2 separate regions of the Triticum aestivum genome follow, and region 1 is linked to region 2. A link is a contact called in public Hi-C data. All regions are on one chromosome and are shown on one strand. Each heading gives the region's core, a stretch centred on a gene start, on an enhancer-like site or on the middle of the called end of the contact. The rest is flanking DNA. Distances are from core to core; before and after follow the strand shown.

The links. Hi-C and Micro-C count contacts between places; a contact is called where the count stands out from the background.
Region 1: a contact with region 2 is called in a Hi-C map of leaf, with 4 times the contacts expected there. The contact joins the promoter of LOC123130302 here to the promoter of LOC123130246 in region 2. A contact is called at or near these places in 2 of 5 Hi-C or Micro-C datasets (both in leaf).

What each region holds. Positions count from the first base shown.
Region 1 is chr1B:445,364,195-445,368,041 of IWGSC CS RefSeq v2.1, reverse strand. LOC123130302 (threonine--tRNA ligase, mitochondrial 1) reads right to left here and starts at 2,550. Exons shown (of 17, transcript XM_044550231.1): 1 at 2,243-2,550; 2 at 1,718-1,961; 3 at 1,249-1,605; 4 at 1,069-1,158; 5 at 677-765; 6 at 465-561; 7 at 238-324. The coding sequence starts at 1,822.
Region 2 is chr1B:445,048,714-445,052,612 of IWGSC CS RefSeq v2.1, reverse strand. It overlaps LOC123130246, which reads left to right and starts at 1,741. Exons shown (of 6, transcript XM_044550200.1): 1 at 1,741-2,527; 2 at 3,013-3,138; 3 at 3,690-3,747; 4 at 3,868-3,899. The coding sequence starts at 2,219.

The DNA of each region.
Region 1 (3,847 bases), core at 1,301-3,800, 310 kb before region 2:
TAATGTGGTTTAATTAGAAGCCTCTTATCAAATATTTCAAGAAGTTTCCTCTTATTGTGATAGTTTCTAGATTGTTAGATCTGGTTTTGATTTTGACACCTCTCCCTGTAAAGGGGACTTGGCCAGATGAATAAAGCAAGCAAGAAAACCCGATATCCATCTTCCAGTTCCTTCTATTACCCGATACCGCCTTCCATCGAGCACACCTGCGGTAATGTGTTCATACCAGGTGCTTACCTCAAAAGCAAACATGTTCTTCTTGTAGTTCACACTATGCCCAGATGTTTCCCAAAGCTTCATCTTGAGAACAGTTGGACTCTCAACCTAACAAATACACAAGGAACATAAGCAAAGGAAACAGATGTAACTGTCAATGATCTTAAAAGCTATTTACTACTCCCTCTGTAAAGTAATATAAGACGTTTTAGATCACTAGTTGGAGTACCTAACAAATGAACACTTACCTCTTGGTAGCCTCTGTCCCTGTATTGTTGTCGCAAAAAAGCCTTCAATTTGTTAACTATTTTTTTACCATGTGGAAGGAAGAAGCAACTTCCTGGGCTGCACAGGGGTGAAGCTAATCAAAGGTCTAGCACATGACCATGACCCAAAGATGTAAAAGGAATGAAAAATAGTAGTATAAAAAAGAAAAATCTAATCGAGAATGCCAAGGTACCTAAGCGAATCGAAAAAGAAGAGTTTCTGGGACTCCCCCAATAACCTATGATCGCGCGTCGCAGCCTCCTCCATCATATGTTGATATTCCTGCAGATTATCAAGCAATAAAAGTGTATGTAAAACATAACAGGTTTTCATAAAATGAGAGCATAATAGGAATGTATAGTTACAATTCAAAGAAACAAGTTCAGCTTGCGCTCTTATCTTGCACTGTTGACATCTAAAACCAGATCAAATAACTGCCTACAGTGGTATTGAAATCAGTTTCGACTTTTGTTACCATGTTTGATAAGTCCGAGGTACTTATTCTGTGTATAGTGTAACATGTCATATCTGACTTTACATATCAAGATCCCAGTAGAAATTAGAGAAAATTGCATGATGATGTACCTTGAGAAGTTTAGACTGAGGGAAAGAAATTCCATGTACTCTCTGCAGGCTCTCACGGTCTGCTTTTCCCATCCAATATGAGGACGAAGCCTATAAAATATTTACATGTAAATTCAAATCTGAGATACTACTAAATCCCATCAAGATGAGAACTTCGCTAAAGAAAGAAGACCGAATTACCTTGAGGCAAGCAAAAGCTTTAACGAAAGAAGTATTCAGGATGTGCGGTCCACGGCATAGGTCAACCAAAGGGCCACATCTATATAACGTAATGGGCTTGTCCTCGGGCAATTCATTGATGATTTCAACCTTAAATCTGTTCTCAGTGAAAAACTCGAAGGCTTCATCCCTGTAGACCTCAATACGTTGGAATGGCTGCTTTTCGGCGACCGCTCCTCGAGCCCGGTCTTCGATGCGACCAAAATGCGAGGCATTCAGCGTGACATTGTTGTCGTAGTAGGCGTCATAGTAGAAACCTTCCCCACTCGTGGTACAAGGCCCGATGCACAGTTTGCAGCCGTACACACGCTCGAGAGCCTGCGTATGTTCATTACCTTGGGTTAGAAGAAACTTGAATTGGAAATGAAGTATATGTTATCATGCTATGCTCATCAGAAGATGCTTTGACAAGGACAAGCTTTGAGCTCACCTCTCCGAGAATGTGGGCACTCGAGTGCCACAGAGTGTCGCGACCTTCCTTGCTGTCGAAGGTGAGCAGGCTCAGTTCACAGTCATCTTCCAGCGGCCTTGTCATGTCCCACAGTCCTCAGTTCACTTGAGCTATCAAGCAGCGAGCTGCTAGCCCGCTTGATATCTCCTTGGCGATGTCCATTGGGGTGGACACCCACTTCTTGCCTTCCTTGACCGTGCCATCGGCATCGGGCAGAGTTATCCTGAAGCATCGTGGTGAAAAAAATAAACATCAATAATTGCAGCGGCGTGATGCTGGTGATTGCATTGCACGTGCACAGTGCACCTGAATGTTTAACAAGCCAAACATTGGGTTAGACTTGAATAATTTAGTACAGTATCGGGGTATTTTAGTACAGTATCGGGGCACTATGGCAGAGAGCATATTACTTTTTTTTTCTAGAGAGGGGTGGATGTTGGGGTTGATAATCATATGACATTTGGATATCCAATCCAAGTGAACCAAAAGGAATGGAGAACTAACTTGATGGGACCGCCGCCGTTCTCGGCGTGCCGGCGGGCCTGCCTGTCCAGTATCTGCTCGAACAGTCGGATCCGCTTCGCTGTCACCGCCTCCAGGTACGCCTCGTCCGGGAGGATGGTCGGGGGCGGGGGCGGCGCCTTCTCTTTCGCGCCCACCCCCTTCTTTTTCGCGCCCATCGCGGCGGCGGAGCGGTGGAAGAGGCGCGTCGCCGTAGAGGATTCAAGCGGGCGGAACCCCTCTGCTAGCTGCTTTGGAATTGGAAACTCAAACTCGGAAACGAGGGAGATGATTGTTTTTTTGTTGTTTGAGCAGCAAACTGTCCTGGTTCTCGTACAGAGCAGAGGGGCCTCTTTACAACGGTACGAAACTTGCGGGCTACTCTGAACTTGCCCGCCACTCTTCCTGCCAAGCTTGACTGCTGCAGTGCTTGGTCAACGTGCATGAGAAAAACACGCGCACGCGCGCGCACGGCACAAGTCGCCGCGCGTCGCGTGCGCTCCTACGCTCGTACAGTATCTGTCATCGTGCACACACGCGTCGTGGCGTCCCTGCCGCGCCGTCGGTTGCTGCTCACGGGTTGCCGGGCATCGTCGCTCGTAGCCCCGCTCTCGTTGGTTGCCGGACGAACCATGCATCGCAGGTCATAGCATTTTGCTTCGCCGGCTGTAGCTCCAAGGTGTGCCATCCCAGCACCCCGCCTTGCGTTGCAGGTTGCAGCTGGCCGTGCGTGGCTATCCCAACATCCCGCCGAGCCGGTCCCAAGTATGTCATCTTGGACGCGTTTGGTAGGCTGCATTAGATCGGGTCAGGCTCGCGCGAGCAGAATTTGGCTCGTTTGGTTGCGTTGCTTGGCTTGCATGTGATTCGTGGCCCGCACGAACCTCAAAGTAGGTCTGGGCTTGACTTTGGAGGAACGGCCGAATCGGCCGTTTTTTGTGAGCCAGACTCGCTCGAGCCACGCGTGGCGCGCCTGGGGAAGCACGGGAGACAACGCGACAGTTCATAACTCACCACGCCCCCTCCCGTCACCTCCCTCGCCAGTTCACACCCACCCCCTCTCTCTCACCTCGCCGCCCGTTAGATTTCTCCGATAGCAACGCCGCCATCTCGCCACGCCCCACCAACTCCGGTCATTCGCGGTAGCAATCTCATCCGAGAGGTGGGTTGCCCGCCTCTCCGCAACCGGAGTAGATCTGGCGGCGGCACTACGAGCTCCCTTCCCTTTCTGCATCATGTCGCCGCCCCGGGCCAATGCAGCGCCGGCGACGGTCGCTCCAGCTCCACCACCAGAGCCGGTGGTCTACTCCTTCGGCTCAAACCTGGCGGGGATCCAATACCCGTCGGCGCCGTCCTTTGCAGGCCCCTCTTATGGGGGTATTTTTACCTCCATACGAGGGTTTTCTCCTCTGCGTCCGGTGCAAGGGAAGGGGAGCTCCAGGACGCCAGCGATATATTGTGAGGGAGTTTTCTCCTCTGCGTCCGGTATCTTTTACGGAGTACCTACTAATAATCCGTTGTGGCTGTTCTGCAAAAACGCCCCTACGTTTACCTGAAATCAACCCGCAGTCCCTATTTTAGTGACACTCTAGAAAAACGTTTCACTTT
Region 2 (3,899 bases), core at 492-2,991:
TGGAGACTAGAGATGCAATGTCTCCTGATGAAGATTCTGGGGAAGAAAGTGGTGATGATTGGTGGTCTCCTGCCCAAGACCAAGTAGAATCACCGGATAACCGACATCGTGCCCCTAGGCCCTGGCTGAATGGAAGACTAGGATCACCTACCATTTGGCCAGATGGAAGGCATGCCTTCCCTAGGTTTCTGCCGCAGCCCAGGCCATTCAGTGATAGGCGCAACTCACGTGAAGATTGGCAGGGCATCCGACGGTCAAGCGCGCAAAGCTGGCTGCGCCAGGGTTTCTCGAATCGGCACTCGAGGCACACCAGCAGTTACCGCGGATATCGCCATGGCATCTTTGATCGACGTTACGCTGGAAACAATCGTGCAGGTATTGATAGGAGGCAGGATGGCCCAGCACTTCCGCCGGGAAGACGGCAGCGTTTGAGATACACGCAAAGAAGCCAGCATGATCCATGATCGGCCGAAGCAACACTACCTGTGCAGTATTTAGTTATTACAAACAGCCAAGCTATCCTTGTAAAATAGTTAGTGGTGGTTAAGAATAAATATCTTGGCCTATTTACTATTCGTGTATTATATCTGTCAGAAACGTTTTAGTGCAGCTGCAGAACTTCCCTTCTAAATGTCTATTCAATGCCTTGTTCTTGGTAGTCTTGTCTAATTTTTTCTGTGTGAGGTTCTTTTTCTGTGTGTGGTGGTTCTGTGATAAAGTTGAAATGAGATATAACAGCATTTTCTGTGTGTTCATTCTTTCCCTTCCTCTTTGTTCTTCATACAGATTGTTTCATTGCCTGTTACTATGGTGATATTTTATTGACAAGGAGAATTGATTGACGCGAGAGCTATTTCATTATGGTGAAATTATGGATTTTATTGACGCGAGAGCTATTTCATTATTTCATTATGATTTTCGTACTGTTTTAGAGCTATTTCGTTAATTGATTGACAATGTGCTAGGTAATAATGGGGGAAGGGGAAACAAATATAAAATGAGCAACGTATTTTCTTGTGAAGAGTGTCAAGGAGAATTGTGCATGACATCCATCTCCTTTTCCGTGAAGAGTTTCAAGGAGTATTTTGCATGAAGAAATGATGGCTTTTGATTGCACAAGACTCGAGAGTTCATAATATTGCCGTTGCTAGGTTATTTTGACATAATGGGGAAAATAACGTTGACAAGTGCAGTTTGCCATGAACTAAAATTTAAGAGCTGAAATTAACTCTAGGAGTACTTCCTATTTCATTATATGCATGTTCCTATTTCATTATATGCATTGCGGAAATCATGCTGATTATGTTCTGTTGTTTTAGCCTATAGGGACTGCGGAGTGCAACTCTTGTAGAGCCATTTCTTTCAGTCATCAGAACGATGTGCATGTCGCTGGGTGTATCTCAGAAAATGGCAATGGCGGATTTTGATTGTTCAGTCATGATAAGATGATGACATAGCCAGACAAGAAGACAAAGGTTCATCCAGTATGATCGTTGTTTCATCGTAGCAACACATGGACAGTCGGCTGGTTTTGAGTACAGGTCTATCAAAACGTTAAAATGGAAATTTGGCGTTTAAGTCCCACTCAAACCTTCTTATATGCATTAGTTTGACGATACATCATATGTGACCAAAACATCAGGTTGCACATGACAAACAAACAAAAGTCACGCCCTTGAGAGAGGTGACCGAGGTGACCGGGGGGGGGGGGGGGGGGGGGGTTGAAACTATTTTTTCCTTTTCAGTTCCTCTTTAGAGATTCTTCGTGTTTGGTCTGAGGCAGCAAAGTGGCAGCGTTATCCAAGGGCAGGAATAATGTTCTCTCCGTCCTTCACCGGCTCACCGTTGGTGGATACAGGAGAAAAAAGACTTCAACAATCTCAAAATTTTGAAAGCTTTCTATTTTTCTGGAAGGGTGTGTTTGTAAGAACTTATGATACTTGTATACGGTCTTCGGTCTTTTTGAGAAAAAAAAAGGCGTCTGGATGCACATGATAAATACTCCCTCCGTTCGGTAATAGATGACCCCGTCGTATTTTTTGCGAAACAGTCCTTCTATTTTTTCCGACCAATCCCGCGGTCCTCCGCTCCCGACATAGAACTCCGTCGCTCACCATTCTTGCTCGCCCGCTCGCCGTCTTGGCTCTCCGACGCCGCCCCCCACCGCCTTCCTCCCTCCCCCGCCCCACGCCGCCTTCCTCCCCCGAACCACGCTGCGATGCTGCCGGCTCGTCCCCCTCCTCGTTCCCCACCGTCTCAAGCTTCAATTTTTGCCACATCGCCGGTGGTTGATCTGCCGGCAGAATTGCGGGCGGCGGCCTGGAGCGGCAGTACGCAAGCTCTGACTCCATACCGAGCCAGCCGGCACACCCGCCAAGGAGCTTCGCCAGCCGCTGCCCTAGCGCCCGCGGCCGTCAATGCGTGGTCGGGCGCCGCGTCGATGTTGCCGCTGCTCGGCGCCGCCGTCGCCGACTCGTGGCTCGGCCGGTACCGCACCATCGTCGCCTCCTTCGTTATCTACATCACGGTCAGCCTAGCCACCTCTCACCTCTGGAATCCCTTTCTCCATTCTCAAGTATACTGTTCAGTTAACCTCTCTGTAGTCTGTAGGCGCCATAAGATTAGATCAAAGCATTAGTCTTTTTTGTCCTGCACAAATCCCGCTTGCCAGTAGTCATTGGATCAAAGCATTAGTCATTTCTCTGTAGTCTGTACTCCCATCTGCCACTTGCGTGCGACTTGAGATCGCACAAATCCCGCACAGATGGCGCACAGATTTGGGCACTAGGCTGCATCTTCAGAAACATGCAGCTATTCTTTGCCGTATCTTGGTTCAGTCCTCTGTTTCTGCTAGATTTTTTGTTCTCCACTTGTGTGTACACTGAAGGGAAAATTCAGAACCTGAGCTCTCTCTGAAGAAGGGGATGCAGTTACCAGTTAACTGAATTTCTTCTTTTCTGGTGGTCTGACATGTGTGTTTGTTTATTTCTCTTGCTCTCTTGGCTGCTCCAGTGGCACAAAGGCGAGCTACCTTGGCGTGCAGAAGAGGCCCCCCTCCCTTGCCTTGTGCCCGGCGACCAACAACTGCGTGTCGACGTCCGAGAGGATAAGCAATTCCAATCACTACGCTCCCCCATGGTAACCATCTGTGTTCAGTTCTTTCACCATTGATCATGAACCACATTATATGATAAATTCAGTGAGTAAGAAATTGCAGAGTCCCAAATATGACAAAAATGACATCTGCATTTTCTAAAAACAATTTAGTTGCAATACAATGTCAATTACCTGAAGCAGCACATTCGGATTTAGTTGCAATACAATGTCAATAGTTGCAATACAAGGTCAGTTAGTTGCTTCATTTGTTATTATTATTATTACCACTGATGTGTTTCTAGAAGAAACAATTATTACTCCTAATTCATGCTCACACAACCACTTCATGCTCACACAATCATACAAGTTGAACCACATAGTTATTGACACAGAGATTGCCATGTTGCTAATAAAAAAATTGCATCATCCTTTCCTTTCATATACAGTAATCAAATCTGTTGGAGTTTACACACAATCTGTGCTCGTATCCTATGCTCTTCCTGGTCATCAACAATGGAAATGATTGTGTGAAATTTAACACATTACTGGCCTGCAAACTGCTTCCATTATCCTGCTGAACACAACCTTTGCAGGGACGCACGGAATTGCTCCTTTCCCTTTCTCTGCTTCTTTTCCTTTCTTTGCTTGGAGGGCGCTACTGCTCTTCTTTCTCTTTCTCTGCTTCGAAGGTGGTGGTGGTGCTGCTACTGCTTGTAGGGTACTGCTGCTTGGAGGATGTTGCTGGTCTTCTTTCCCTTTCTTTGCTTGGAGGGCGCTGCTGCTCTTCTTTCTCTTTCTCTGCT